Linked DNA regions of Pan troglodytes: region 1 is linked to region 2. A link is a contact called in public Hi-C data. All regions are on one chromosome and are shown on one strand. Each heading gives the region's core, a stretch centred on a gene start, on an enhancer-like site or on the middle of the called end of the contact. The rest is flanking DNA. Distances are from core to core; before and after follow the strand shown.

What was found. A called contact is a pair of places that touch in the nucleus more often than the background predicts.
Region 1: a Hi-C map of induced pluripotent stem cells shows a contact between it and region 2, with 2.3 times the contacts expected there. The contact joins the enhancer-like site here to the promoter of TSPAN18 in region 2. A contact is called at or near these places in 1 of 7 Hi-C or Micro-C datasets (induced pluripotent stem cells) and 1 of 1 datasets of contacts at active chromatin or transcription factors (stem cell-derived excitatory neurons).

The regions. Positions count from the first base shown.
Region 1 is chr9:49,103,602-49,110,119 of NHGRI_mPanTro3-v2.0_pri, forward strand. No RefSeq gene overlaps it. Among named protein-coding and RNA genes, the nearest start is that of PRDM11, 53 kb to the right of the region's middle. Within about 2 kb of position 2,245, at least 3 of the 24 cell types and tissues checked have an H3K27ac peak or open chromatin away from gene starts, as enhancers often do. A contact at or near this core is called in induced pluripotent stem cells, where this site is marked.
Region 2 is chr9:48,738,883-48,745,251 of NHGRI_mPanTro3-v2.0_pri, forward strand. It overlaps TSPAN18 (tetraspanin 18), which reads left to right and starts at 1,287. Exons shown (of 10, transcript XM_001159889.7): 1 at 1,287-1,595. All of the region lies in intron 2 of LOC134807346 (a long non-coding RNA gene), which reads right to left.

The sequences.
Region 1 (6,518 bases), core at 995-3,494, 370 kb after region 2:
GAGGCTTGAATTGCTTTAGCTTCTGATGCATAAGCCATTCCTCCATCAGCTCTGCCACTCCCTGCTTGGGTGTGCCCACAATGTGGTTCTGGTTTTCTGAGCCTGATCTATACCTTACACCAAACCTGACATTAACATCAGAAATCCTGATTTTCTTCTTTCGCTAAAACCAACTGCGACTTCAACCTCACTGTTTCTGCTAGTCACAGAAATATATGGATGGATGGATGGATGGATGGATGGATGGATGGATGGATGGACAGATGGATGGATAGATGGATGGATGGAAGGATGGATGGATGGATGGATGGAGAATTGGTTGAATGGATGGAGTGAATGACCAAATTAATGACTAAGAGGAAATCATCCAAGAACTATGAATGATGGACCATAGGTGATGGGCTACCAGAATTTGGTGAACCTCAGTCAAATTCTGGCTATGTGTTCATTTATTCACCTGGCATTAATGGAGCACCTGCCATGTGTAAAACATTATGGTAGACCCCAGGAATCTAAACGTGGTCCCTGTCCCCATACAGCTTATAGTCTAGTGAAGGAGTCAGACAAAAAAACTGAGGAATTACCAAGATAATATAATGGGATAAAAAATATGACAGAGAACATGTGGGAAGCTGCCTGGAGCATCACTCATTCCAGAGCATCTGGGAAGGCTTCCTGGAAGAAGCGACATCTAAACTGTGAAAGGCAGGACTGATGAGTACAGGGTAGGGAGTGTGCATGAGGCTGGCAGAGGGAACAGTGTGTGTAAAGGGCAAGGAGCAAAGTTCAATCAGGGGCACGGAGCACTGGGGACAGTAGATGAAGCAGAAGAGGAAGACAGGAGCCAGATCTTTCAGGCCCTCGTGGGCTCCAAAGGAGTTAAGGCTCTGTCCTAAAACAGGAGGAATCCCTTGCAAGGTGTCAAACATGAATGCAGGAAGACTATTAGTTGGAAAATGTGTATCAAAATTTCTTCTGTTCATGCAGAAAGATTATTTTCTTCTGGTGTTTTCCCATAAATAACACTGCGCTACATCTATAAATCACCTGGGAATTTAAAAGCAGGAAACCTTGTACTGCTTTTCTTGGTGATGAAAAACCAAGAAAATGAAAACAGAATTAACCTCTTAGCCTGAAATGTAACGTTTCTCATTGACCAAGTTGAAATTGTCCTATTTCCTTTTTCATTAAAATATGACTCCATTTCATATTTGTAACCCATGAGGTTAAAAGTTCAGAAATCAAAGCCCATGTCTGTTAAAATAATACTGTGCTTCATTGAAAAAAAATAACCAGAATGCCAAAGTTTGTTCTTTTGGTTAAATAATACATTTTCTAGCATGGCTATGTCTCAGAAACAGTTCTCAAGTGTTCACAATAGCTATAATGAGCCTATTGGAGGAGGTATAGTTCACATGTTAAATAAATGACTACATCAAATAGCTTAGGGAAACACAGTTTTAAAATTACCATTTGATTTTCCGATGTGGCTACGAAAGTAAACTGAAAAAAGAGAAGAAATCACTGTTTTAAGATATAGCAGATTCCTCTCCAAAGGAAACCTACAACTACCTATTCCACAGCTTGCAGACTTCATTCATTCGGCGGGATGATGTAAATAACAATCGGGGGTGTGGGAGGGGCTGGTGTGTCCTTCAGGTACCTGTGGATCGGGGAAGCGTGGTCAGGAAGTAGCATTCACACCTGGAGAGCGACAAGGTGCTTGTCACTAGAAGAACCAAAGGAAGGGGGGCCTAGGCAGAAGGAACAGCAGGTGCCAAGGCTCAGAGGCAGGAAAAGACTTAATAGAAATAAAAACAAATAAGCAGGTTGGCATTCCCACGGTTGTCCCTGATTTGCTGTGTGAATGCCCGCCTGCTGCGTGCTTCTCATGTTCCCTGTCTGGGCCTTGTGTCTTCTTCCTGAAGTGGAAGGGGGGTCCCAAGGCTTTTTAGAAGCTGCCTCCTTGCCTAGCTTTCTGGCTCCTCTGTCCCCCGTCCCTGGACTCCTCCCAGCCCCCTCCGGTCTCTTGCCTGCCCTCCTGCAGCCGATGCCCTGGCTGTCAGGGAGATGAAGTTAGCTGCAGGCACATACATTCTTTAAAAACCCAGCCATTTAAGGAAACTATGCCTCTAAACAAACAGTCAAAGGCCCCCACCTCTTGTCCCTAAGGGAGGCAGCACCAGGGCCAGGTCAGGAATTCCGGGCATGTGGGGAAGGCCCTGAATGGAGGGGAAGGCAAGTTGCTGGTCAGACCTCCTCCCCTCAGAGGGCCTCACCCCAGTCCTGAGAACCAGCCCTGACTCCTCCAGGACCCCAGGGCTGCTCTGCTGGTCCCAGGCCAATGGGGCCCAGGAAAAAGGCCAGAGTCATTCCCTGGGCATCTGGCAAGAACATGGCGTCTGTTGTTGTTGTTTTTTTCTTTTTTATTAACTTTTTCATTTTTACTTCTTTTTTTCTTTTTTTAGAGACAGGGTCTCGTTCTGTCATCCAGACTGGAGCATAGTGGTGCAATCATGGCTCACCACAGTCTCCACCTCCCAAGCTCAAGTGATCCTCCCACCTCAGCTTCCTCGGTAGCTGGGACTATAAGCATGTGCCACCATGCCTGCCTAATTTTTTTTTTTTTTTTTTTTTGGTAGAGATGGAGTCTCGTTATGTTGCCCAGGCTGGTTTTGAATTCCTGGGCTCAAGCGAACATCTCACCTTGGCCTCCCAAAGTGCTGGGATTATAGGCATGAGCCAATGTGCCCAGCCTATTTTTACTTTTTACTGTGAAACATACATATAAAATAATCTATATAACATACGCACATTTAAAAGACTATGTTAAATCGTAAAATAATAATAAATGAAGGCTTGTTTAAGCCCAGACTAAGAAACCCAGCCTAAGAAACCTTCCCAATGCTTTCCAAGCCCACGCTTGCCCTGCCCCTGTGGCTGCCCCATATCCCCCTGCCCAGGTTAACCACTGGGTTCCGTGTTGTGCTGTGGAAGCCCATGGCCCAGAGACCCAAGAACATGCTTGTAGTAAGAAAATGGGAGGTTTCGTAAGCTTGTCGCTGCAAGGGAGTGCACAGCCCAGGGAAACCTCGGTGGTGTCTCAGGGAAAGGGATCTGGAAAGCCCCTGAGAAGATCTAGGCTTGGCTGGATGATTCCAAGGAAAACCAGGAAAGCAAGTCCAGTTCTGGACTGAGTGCCTGGGCACTTAATAATTTTGATCTTGGAGGCAGGAGGGTTAAAACCGCACCGGCGTTGTCTCTGGTGAGCAAGCCACTGTCACTCAGAAAGGCAGTGGAGAGGAAGGGGTGTTTCACCGGTGCTTACTCACTGGTGGGGTCTCACAGTTAGCTTGGTCTGTGTCTATGAGTGTGGTTTGTGGTTTCTTGGAAACGTTATCTATCTGTGAGCACAATTTGTCATTACTCAGTGTTAATCATTGTGCTGCTTTTCTTTATAGTTTGCATGTATAGTATGTATCTTGTAGATTTATGAGTGGCTAAATGATATGCTGTTTGTCATCACCACCACTACCCCACCACTGCCACTACAACAACCCCACCACCTCCATTGCTGCCACCATCACCACGACAGCTACGCCCTCACACCCACAGAAGCGGCGGTGTGGGAGGCCACATGTGCTCTAGCTGTTCCATGTGTGGGGTGTGTATCTGTGTATGCCGGGGTGGCTGTGGGGGGAGGGAGAGAGGCTATTTAGAGAGTTTCAGGCTGAGCAGCACTGAGGAACCAAGAAGTTGGTTGCAAAGATCTGGGCCTACTGCAAAGATCATTGAGTACCTCCTGCGGTCCCAGTCTCTCTCTCTCCTTACTCCTGTATTTATCTGAAGATGAGGACTGAGTGACCAAACAAGCATGGGATCAAGGGCCAGAAAGTAGCATCAGGCTCAGAGCTGAAATCAGGGCTGGCACTGGGAGGCCCCGACAGCAGGAGCCTCTGATCCACCTTGTTCCAGCTGTCTTGAGGACCATCTCTCCCGGCAGCATACCGTGTGGCTTCACACTACTCTGCCTCTCTGAGCCTCGGTTTCTTCATCTATAACATGGGAATAAGAGTAAGCCACCTCAATGGACTGTGGGAGGCTTAAGTAAATTGAAGTGCCGTGCAAGTAGCTAGCATGCAGTTGCAGCTCAATGAATGTGAGTCCCTTGTCCTCCTCTGGGGATGGGCTGGAATCACAGGGTAGTGGGTGGCAGGTAGCAGGAGGTGAGACGATGGGGTGCCATGACCTCTCCTAACACCTGATGCTGGACAGGAAACGGGAGGCTTCTGGGAAAGGCCCGGGACAGATGCGACCTGCCACCCAGGCTGCCCCTGAATGTCCTCTGCCCAGTGCTGCCCCAGCTGCATGGAGGGACCCCAGAGTGGGGCATGGGCTGGGAGGGGGTGGGGGAGGCTGAGAGAGCAGGAGGAGGAAGTGAGTCATGGTGCGGAAGAGGAGAAAAGGCAAGAAGGAAGAACATGCAGGAAGAAAAGAGGGAGAGACAGATATGACGGGAGGAAAGAGGAGAGGAGGGGAAAGGAGAAGGAAAGGGAGGGGAGGGGAGGGGAGGACTGAAGGGAGGAAGTAGAGGGAGCAAAAAATGGGAGGGAGGAAAGAAGGAAGGAAGGAGGGATGGAAGGATGGAAGGAAGGAAGGGAGGGAGGGAGGAAAAGACGGAAGGAGGGAGGGAAGGAGGGAAGGAATTGAAGAAAGGGAGGGAAGGAAGGGAGGGAAGGAAGGGAGGGAAGGGAGGGAAGGAAGGGAGGGAAGGGAGGGAAGGAAGGGAGGGAAGGAAGGGAGGGAAAGAAGGGAGGGAGGAGGGAGAGAAGGAAGGGAGGAAGGAGGGAAGGAAGGGAAGGAAGAGAGGAGGGAAGGAAGGAAAGGAAAGAAGGAAGGGAGGGAAGGAAGGGAGGGAGATGAGGAGACACTGGCAGCTCAGTACCTGGCAGAAGGAGATAAACAGAGTCTGGAGCCACCACTGCCCTTGTCCAGCCACCAGCACAGGCATGGGGGCAGGGAACTGGGCTGGCTGGCCTTGCCAACTGCTTAACAACGCCCTTCCCCAACCTGCCACCACAGTGGGATCCCGCCAACCTGCCACCCTGTCTGCTGGGAACAATAGGGAGCTGTCTGAAGCTGTGTCACTGGCTGCCTCCCCCAAAAGAAGGTGACAGCGATGTCTCCCTGCCATGGGCCTCAAAGCCAGCTGCCAGCCCTTCTAAGCCGTGGGGACAGGAACCTACAGCTGGGCCTCCCTCTGTAACAGCTCCCCCTTGGAACCCCTCCACACCCACCTCCTCCTTTTATTTCCTCCAGCCCTCAGCTCCCTCAGCCTGATCTCCCCAGGCGTCCCCTGACATTTGGCCTTGCTCCCCGCTGCTATCTGCTCATCATGTTGAGGACAGGAGATGGGAAAGGGCAGTAGAGACAGTGCTGGGGAGTCAGGACGTGGGGTTTCAGTCCCGCCTTTGTCACTGTGGCACAGATGGCCAGCCGTCTCTCATCATCTATTCTCCCCTCTTCCTGATGAACGCACCCCTAATTTGGTGTCAGGCACATGGCAGCTGAGAGTAGAGGCCACATTTCCCAGCCTCCTCTGCAATTACATGTCACTATGTGACAAAGTTCTGACCAATGCAATAGAACTGCAACCCCTGGGACATGTCCTCTTGGGGAAAGGCATTCTCTTTTTAACCCCTCTGCTTTCTGCTCTGGAATGCAGATTATGATGGCTGCAGATACGATGGCTACAGCTGGGGCACCCATTTCGGGTCACAAGGTAGGGTTCAATGTTGAAGATGGCAGAGCCAATTGCATCCCTGATGATCGTGGAGTGTCGGGCCTGCCTGAGATGCTCATCTCTCTTCCTTTACCAGAGAGAGAAAGTAAGTTGTTTAAGCTGCTAATGTGGGGGCTCCTCAAAATGCTTGCACTTGCTACTACCTCTCCCTGGAATACTCTTCCTCCAGATCTTTATTCAGGCCCCTGCTTGTTGTCATCTTCTCATTAAAGCCCGCGCTGTCCTTTCTGTCTAACATTACCACCCTCCACTCCTTCTCACTGTCAAGTGGAAAACTCTTTATAGCACACCCTGATAGCTCCATTTTCTTGTTTGTTACTGGCTTCTTTCTCTTTCTGACTTCTGCCAGTAAAATGAAAGCTCCATGAGAGCAGGCACCTGCCATGTTCACTGCCAGATCACTAGGACTCGGAACAACACCTGGCACATAGTAAATGCTCAATAAATCCTTGGTGAATAAATATAGGTGGAAATGAAAGGACTAGAAGTGAATTGACATTTATTGAGCACCTATTGTGTGCAGGCACCGTGCTGGATGCTTTAGGTAAACCATTTCATTCACACGTCTTAACATTTTTAGGTACAAATTGTTACTCTCATTTTTTCACATCTAGAAACTGAAGTTGTGAGATTATAGGTGACATAATCTCAGATCCCAGAGATCTAAGCAGGAGGGTTGTGGGGGTGCAGGCAGGGTCCTGGGATGTAAGCTCAG
Region 2 (6,369 bases), core at 37-2,536:
CACACACACACACACACACACACACACACACCAAAAACAACAGAAAACATTAGCCAGGCATGATGGCGCATGCCTCTGGTCCCAGCTACTCGAGGGGGCTGGGTTGGAAGGATTGGATTGCTTGAGCCCAGGAGGTCGAGCCTACAGTAAGCCGTGCAGGAGGTCGGGCTACAGTGAGCTGTGCTTGTTGACCAGGCTTGTCCAGCCTGGTCAGCAGAGCGAGACCTTGTCTCAAAAACAAAACAAAAACAAAACAAGAAGATCTCCTCCCCCCAAACTCTGCCCAGTGGCCTGACTACCAACATCCATATACAAGACAGGAGTAGGGTCAACTCCTTCCTATCAGTCACCCCTTAGTGAGAATCAGCTGGCCAAGGGGCCTCCTGCAGAGCTGATGTGTGCTTGAATGCCTAGGGCCCACGGGGATGGGGTGTGGAAGCTTCAAGCTGGGACTCAAAACAGAGTTGCCAAGGGAAGAGGAGTGGGCGACCCGAGCCCCTGTCATCAGTACTTTCACTTGGGCTGTCAGCTTTGATCTGCTTGCTTGTCCGTTTTGTCTGGGGCAGGGTCGGGTAGTTGTTTAGAGGAGGCTCAGAGGTTAAAAGTCTCAGGCAAGTCATGTCAGGGGTTGGGAGCCAGAGCTGCTGTGGCAGCAGTACAGAGAAGAAAAGATAAGCTCCCCAGCCCCGCAAGAACCTCAGCCCTGAGGCCGGAGACACCGATCTGGCCCCTTGCAACCAAGTCATTTGCATCCCACCTGGGGTCAGGCCCCTCCATGCTGGAAGTCCCCTTTCTTATCTGCAAGTCAGAGGAGGGTGAGTTCCCCAGGCTTTCAACAGGTACTTCCCCCGGCAGCGGGAAGCCCAGGAGCCCGATCGGGACCGAGGATCTCACCCCAACCCCTGCGTTTGGGCCCCGGGGTCAGCTGAAAGTTCCCCTGGAATAAACACTTCGGGTCCAGCATGCCCCTCTCCCCACTCCCGCAACGATCTTCCGAATTCAGACGCAGAGAGGGCCCGCGGGCAGAGCGGGAGGTGGTCGGAGGCGGAGGAAGGGGAGATGGGCAGAGGGTGGGCCCAGGGACCCCCAGACAAGGCCTGGACGCGGGGCTGGAGGAGGAGGCGGAGGCTGGCGGGAGGCGAGGGGCAGCCCGCAGAGGAGACGCGCTTCTCGGCAGCAACGGCGTCTGGAGCCGGGAGGGGCGGAGGTTTGGGGAGGGGGAGGGAGGGCGGGGGAGGGGAGGGACGGACGGCGGCGGAGGTGGGGCCGGCGGGCTGGCGGGCGTGCAGCTGCCGCCGGCGTCGCGGGGCTCCAGGCTGCGGGGCGGACGTAGCGCCGAGCGATCCACCGCGGAGCCGCGCGAGGCCGCCCGAGCCCCAGCCCCAGCCCCGGCCCCAGCCCCGGCCCCGGCCCCGGTCCCGGCCCCGAGCCCCGAGCGAGCGCCGCCGCCTCGCGCTGCGGGTCCCCGGACGCGCCGCCACCGCCGGGAAGGCAGCCGGCGCCGGGCAAGTTGCGAGCGCGCCCCTCCGACCAGGAAAGTTTCCCCCCGGCCGCCGGCGGGAGTTGGCGCGGGGTCCGGCCGCCGCCGCTGGAAGGTATGGGGCTCCGCACCTCCGTGCCCTCCGCACGCCGCCGCCGCGCCCCCGGGGACCTGGGGACCCCCCCGCGCGCCGCCCTGGGGGTGCTGCTGGACGCGGCGGGGAATTGGGGTGGAGTAGGGATCCCAGGACGGAAGCCCGGCAACCAAGTTCCACTCAAACTAGCACGCGGGGGCTGGGAGGCCGGGGACGGTCTCCACCCGGTGCCTGCCCGGAGTCCGCTGAGGGCCGGGGGCTGCGCCCAGGACAGGTGCAGAGCCGGTGGGCTCCCAATGCTCCAGGTGGAGGAGTGGGGGCTTCTGGAGAACGGCGCGGGGTGGCAGGTGTGGTTACAAGGTTCGGGGTTTCGGCCAGGGCTGCGCCCGGAAAGGGGCTGCTCGCCACGCCACCCGGTAGGACAGTGAGGGACCAGGGACTGGGAGCGGCGATCGGGGCCGGGAGGGCCGTGGGGCCCGGCAGCTGCATGGAGGGCGGGCTGCCTTTGGGGTCCCTGGCAGCGGGGCGGGGCGGGGCGGAGGCGCCACGCGTTCCTCCAGTACCCCCCTTATTCCTTAGGTGTGTGCGGTTTGGGGAAGTGGAGACTCCATGGGGTGCTGGGTGGGTGGGAGGCTCGGGCACGTCCAGATTTAGGGGGCAGTGGGAGCCAGTTGGGAGGGTGCTCGGCTCGGGTGGGATCGCGCCGGCTCCGGGTCCTGCTGGAGTGAGGTGACTGGGCTCCCGCTGGAGTGAGGTGACTGGGCTCCCGCCAGGGGGCGCACTGCCCCGGCCCTCGCCCGCAGGAAGCGCGTTCTGGCTCCTGCGAGGCAACTGCGCCGACATCCAGGACGCAGGGACCACAGACACCCAACTTACGCGGGGTCTCGCCCCGAGGAGCCCGCCCTACACTAGCCAGACGGGGGAGCGGGACCAAGAGTGAGGCGAAAGGTCCACAGTTATAACTGCGCCGTGGGCTGGAAAGGCTGGGAGTCAGGATGTGATTTTTCTCGGGAAGGCTGGCAGGGCAAATGGATGAGTAAGAAATTTACCCCCAGAAAAAGACGTAAGAAACTACAACTGCGAATTGGTGCAGAGAGAGTGGGTTGGAGAATTAACTTTTTGACGGTTTTTGGAGTTGCAGAAACCCAAACCCCAAAATGCATGCACCCTTTTTGTAAAAGTTGCACCTTTGTTTCCTGGATCTGGTCGAATCCCTGTCTGGTGAAGGCAGGATGGGGGTCTTGGGGTATCCTCTCTCTGGGCACAAGTAAACTGGGAGGCACAGGGCGGGCGGTGGGGGATGGGGCCTTAAAGACTTCAGCAGTCCAGGCGAAGTGTTAAATTTCTCAGCAGTCAAGGAGCCCTGGCCCCCACCCTCATCCCCTGGGTCTGTGGTCTCTAGGCCACATTCTTCTGGTCATTTCACAATTATTGGTGGAAATCTGCCCTGGGTCCCAGTTATCTGGCCTCCGGGTCCCTGTATGTTGAGTCTGTGTGTCTGTGCCTTGGGAAGTCGACAGCTGCTGGCATCTGTGAGGACTGTCATCTTTGTCATGTGCGGGGCTAACATTGAAGGGACATTGGAGGGACTATTGCCTCATCTTTCTCTCCAGTTCCCTCCCTCCTCCCATCACTCCAAGTGAGTGCAAAGGAGCAAATCATAGATTGTGCCGTGGCCTCATTGTGGTTGGTAGAAGTTTTCATCTTTCTCTTAGCTGGTAACCTGTGCTCCTTGGGCAGCCCCCCTCCTGCTCCCATGTCCTTAATGTCCCTTACAAAGGTGGGGGAAATGGGGGTCCCTGAAAGAGATGAGGTTCCTCTGTTCAATGTAGTCTGCCACATGTTTTTGTTGGATGCTACTGAAATGCTCCAGGACAAAGTTGCCATAAAGACAGATCAGCATGATTTTTATTTTGAATAGAAGAGGAGGAGGAGAGAGGAGAGAAAGGAAAGGGTGGAGAAGCCTGCTGTCTCTGGATAGGTCTTTAAGACATTCCAGGGGGCTGGAAAACAAAAGAAGTTTTTTTTGTTGTGTTTTGCTTTTAGTGACTCTTGTTTTTCTGTGGAGGGAAGCCTGCATGGACCAGCCCTGCCTTGGAACCTGCCTGGGAGCATGGGGCCCCTAAAAGGCCAGCGTTTCCCGTGTTCTGTCCCTCCCCTCTTCTCCCTACCCCCACCCCACTTTTCCTGAATTGGAGAGGGAATTGAAGGTCCCCAAGGGCTACTAAAGTCTGTGTTTGGGCTTAAAGTATCTTGTGTGGGCTCAGTCTTCTCCCAGGCAAACTCCAAGATCTCTGATTTAGCAACATTTCAAGTCTTGGGCACTCTGTTTCCTTGTCTCCCTTGTCCCCAAACCCATTCAAACAGCCAGTATATGTGGTGCTTTTACCCAACCCCAGGCTGAAATGGTAGCACATCATTGAAAGCTCCAGGACACTTTCTAGAAGCCGAAGTTAGTTGGGTTTAGGATACCTTGGGGTTGGGTTTAGGACACCTTGGGCTGAATCCAGGAAGGAACCATCTGCCCTTTAAAAAATGAGATTTTAATGGTCTGAGGGGTGTGTTGGAGGGCAGGGTGCTGGGTAGGGACACAGGATTAATTCAAGGATGTGTGGGAGGGGGTGCCAGGAAGAGGGAAAATAGCAGATTTGAAATCTAGCTCTTCTGAGTCATCCGTGTGGCCTTGGGCAGGTTATTTCCCCTCTTGAGCCTGCTTCCTCAGTCTGTAAAATGAATATGTTGGCTGAGGAGATTCTGAGCCATCTTGCAACTTAGAGCAGGAGAGTCTAACCTTTTAGGGGGCTGGGCAGCCCTGCTCCATTCCTTCCGCCTTCCATTCAGTGGAAGGTGCCTCTCTGGGCTGGCTTGCCTTTCTCTGCCTGCCTGTACACAGCAAAATCCTGCGTTGAGTGAATGCAGCAGATTCAGAAACCAGCTCCTGCCATCAGAGCTGAAGGACAAAGTGCCCAGCAGTTTTGGGTAGAGAGGGGAATGTCTGTAACCAGTCCCTGCTGGGAGCCCCATGTTAGTCCGCAGGCTCGCTCCCCACTCTTCTTGGGAAGAGCCCTTTCAGTTCCTGGGGTGCAGGTTTTAGGGACCTCTCCCTTTCCAGAGGGCTGCTTTTCTGGTCTATTTCATCAGCCATTGAGAGGGAAAATCAGGAACATTTGTTCATGCTCAGCTGAGGTGCAGCACAGGGAGGGGGCCTTGGAAACCAGCACTCTGGTCCCACTGAGCAGATGATGCCCATTGATCAGGCGTTTCTACCACCTGATGCCATTGAGCAAATGTACCAGCTTGGGCTCCTCCTGCCACCCGGGCTGGCACCCTGGACCTGCATTAGCGCTCCATCTGAGGGAGTGGGGGTGGATCATGAAACACTTTTTTTTTTTTTTTTTTTTTTGAGAGACAGTCTTGCTCTGTCGCCCAGGCTGGAGTGCAGTGGTGCGATCTTGGCTCACTGCAACCTCTGCCTCCCGAGTTCAAGAGATTCTCCTGCCTCAGCCTCCCAAGTAGCTGGGATTACAGGTGTGTGCCACCATGCCTGGCTAATTTTTTTTGAATTTTTAGTAGAGACGGGTTTCACCATGTTGGTCAGGCTGGTCTCAAACTCCTGACCTCGTGATTCACCTGCCTTGGCCTCCCAAAGTGCTGAGATTACAGGCGTGAGCCACTGCCCTTGGCGTTTGAAACACTTTTTATAAAGAATGGGAGAGTAAGATGGTGAGCCTGTGTTTGCAGCTGGCAGGGCTGGTCTTTCATCTGGGTACTTGTTGTCTTAAGATCCAGCTCTTGCCCCTGGTCTGCACCCAAGACTGCTGGCTTAATTAGTGAATTCAACAACTTGGAGATGAGCAAAAACATGTTCACTGGTGGTGGGCAAGTGTGTACAAAAGGCAACAGGATGGAGCAGAAAGGTAGCTGAACCAGGCATTAGGAGACTGGTGTTCCAGCCCTGATACTGTTACAGATGGAGCGATGTGGCCTTGTGTGAGTCACAGCCTCTCTCTGAGCCTCGGTTTCTCTATTTCTTTAGAGGCAGCAGTGCGTGGTGGTTAAACTGCCTGGATTTGCCTGTTAGCTTTATCATAACTTCATATCAGTTGTGTGACCTTAGACCATTCAACCCCTGGTACCTCCATTTCCTGATTTGTAAAATGGAACTAGTAATACCCCATCAGATTGTTGTGGATAGTCTTTGAGATAAAACTAGTAAAACATTTAGCATAATGCCTGGCATATAGTAAGTGCTCATTAAGTGTTCACTATCATCATCATTGTCATGATTATCATTATTACTATTATTGTAAAATGGGAGGGATTAACTTTGGTCCTTTCTAGTTTTCTGGATTGTATGTGTGTGTGTGTGTGTGTGAGAGAGAGAGAGAGAGAGAGAGAGAGAATCTGTCTTTGGGGTAGAAGGTAAGGGTGAATAAGTTGCTTTTTTGGTTCTTTTCTTCCTTTCTCTGCCTCATTGAGGGACTCCTGAATCTTGTGACTAGGCTCATGGTAGCCCCGTCCCCATGGCAAGAAGCCCAATTTGACGTCACTGACAATATCCTGGCTCCTGGCAGTTGAGGGATGATATTTCATCAGCTAGCATTTGCCTGTCCTTTCCCTTCCACCCTTTGTTTCCCACCCTTCACCGTGGTATGAAAACCATATGTGCAGATAATGTGTTTAAGCTGATCAGCCTCTCCCAGAGTCACCCAAATAAAAAGCCTTCTTCCTAGAAGACACTTTCGACTTTAAGATAAATAATCTGGTTCTTCTGTTGTGTTGCTTTATGTCTGGC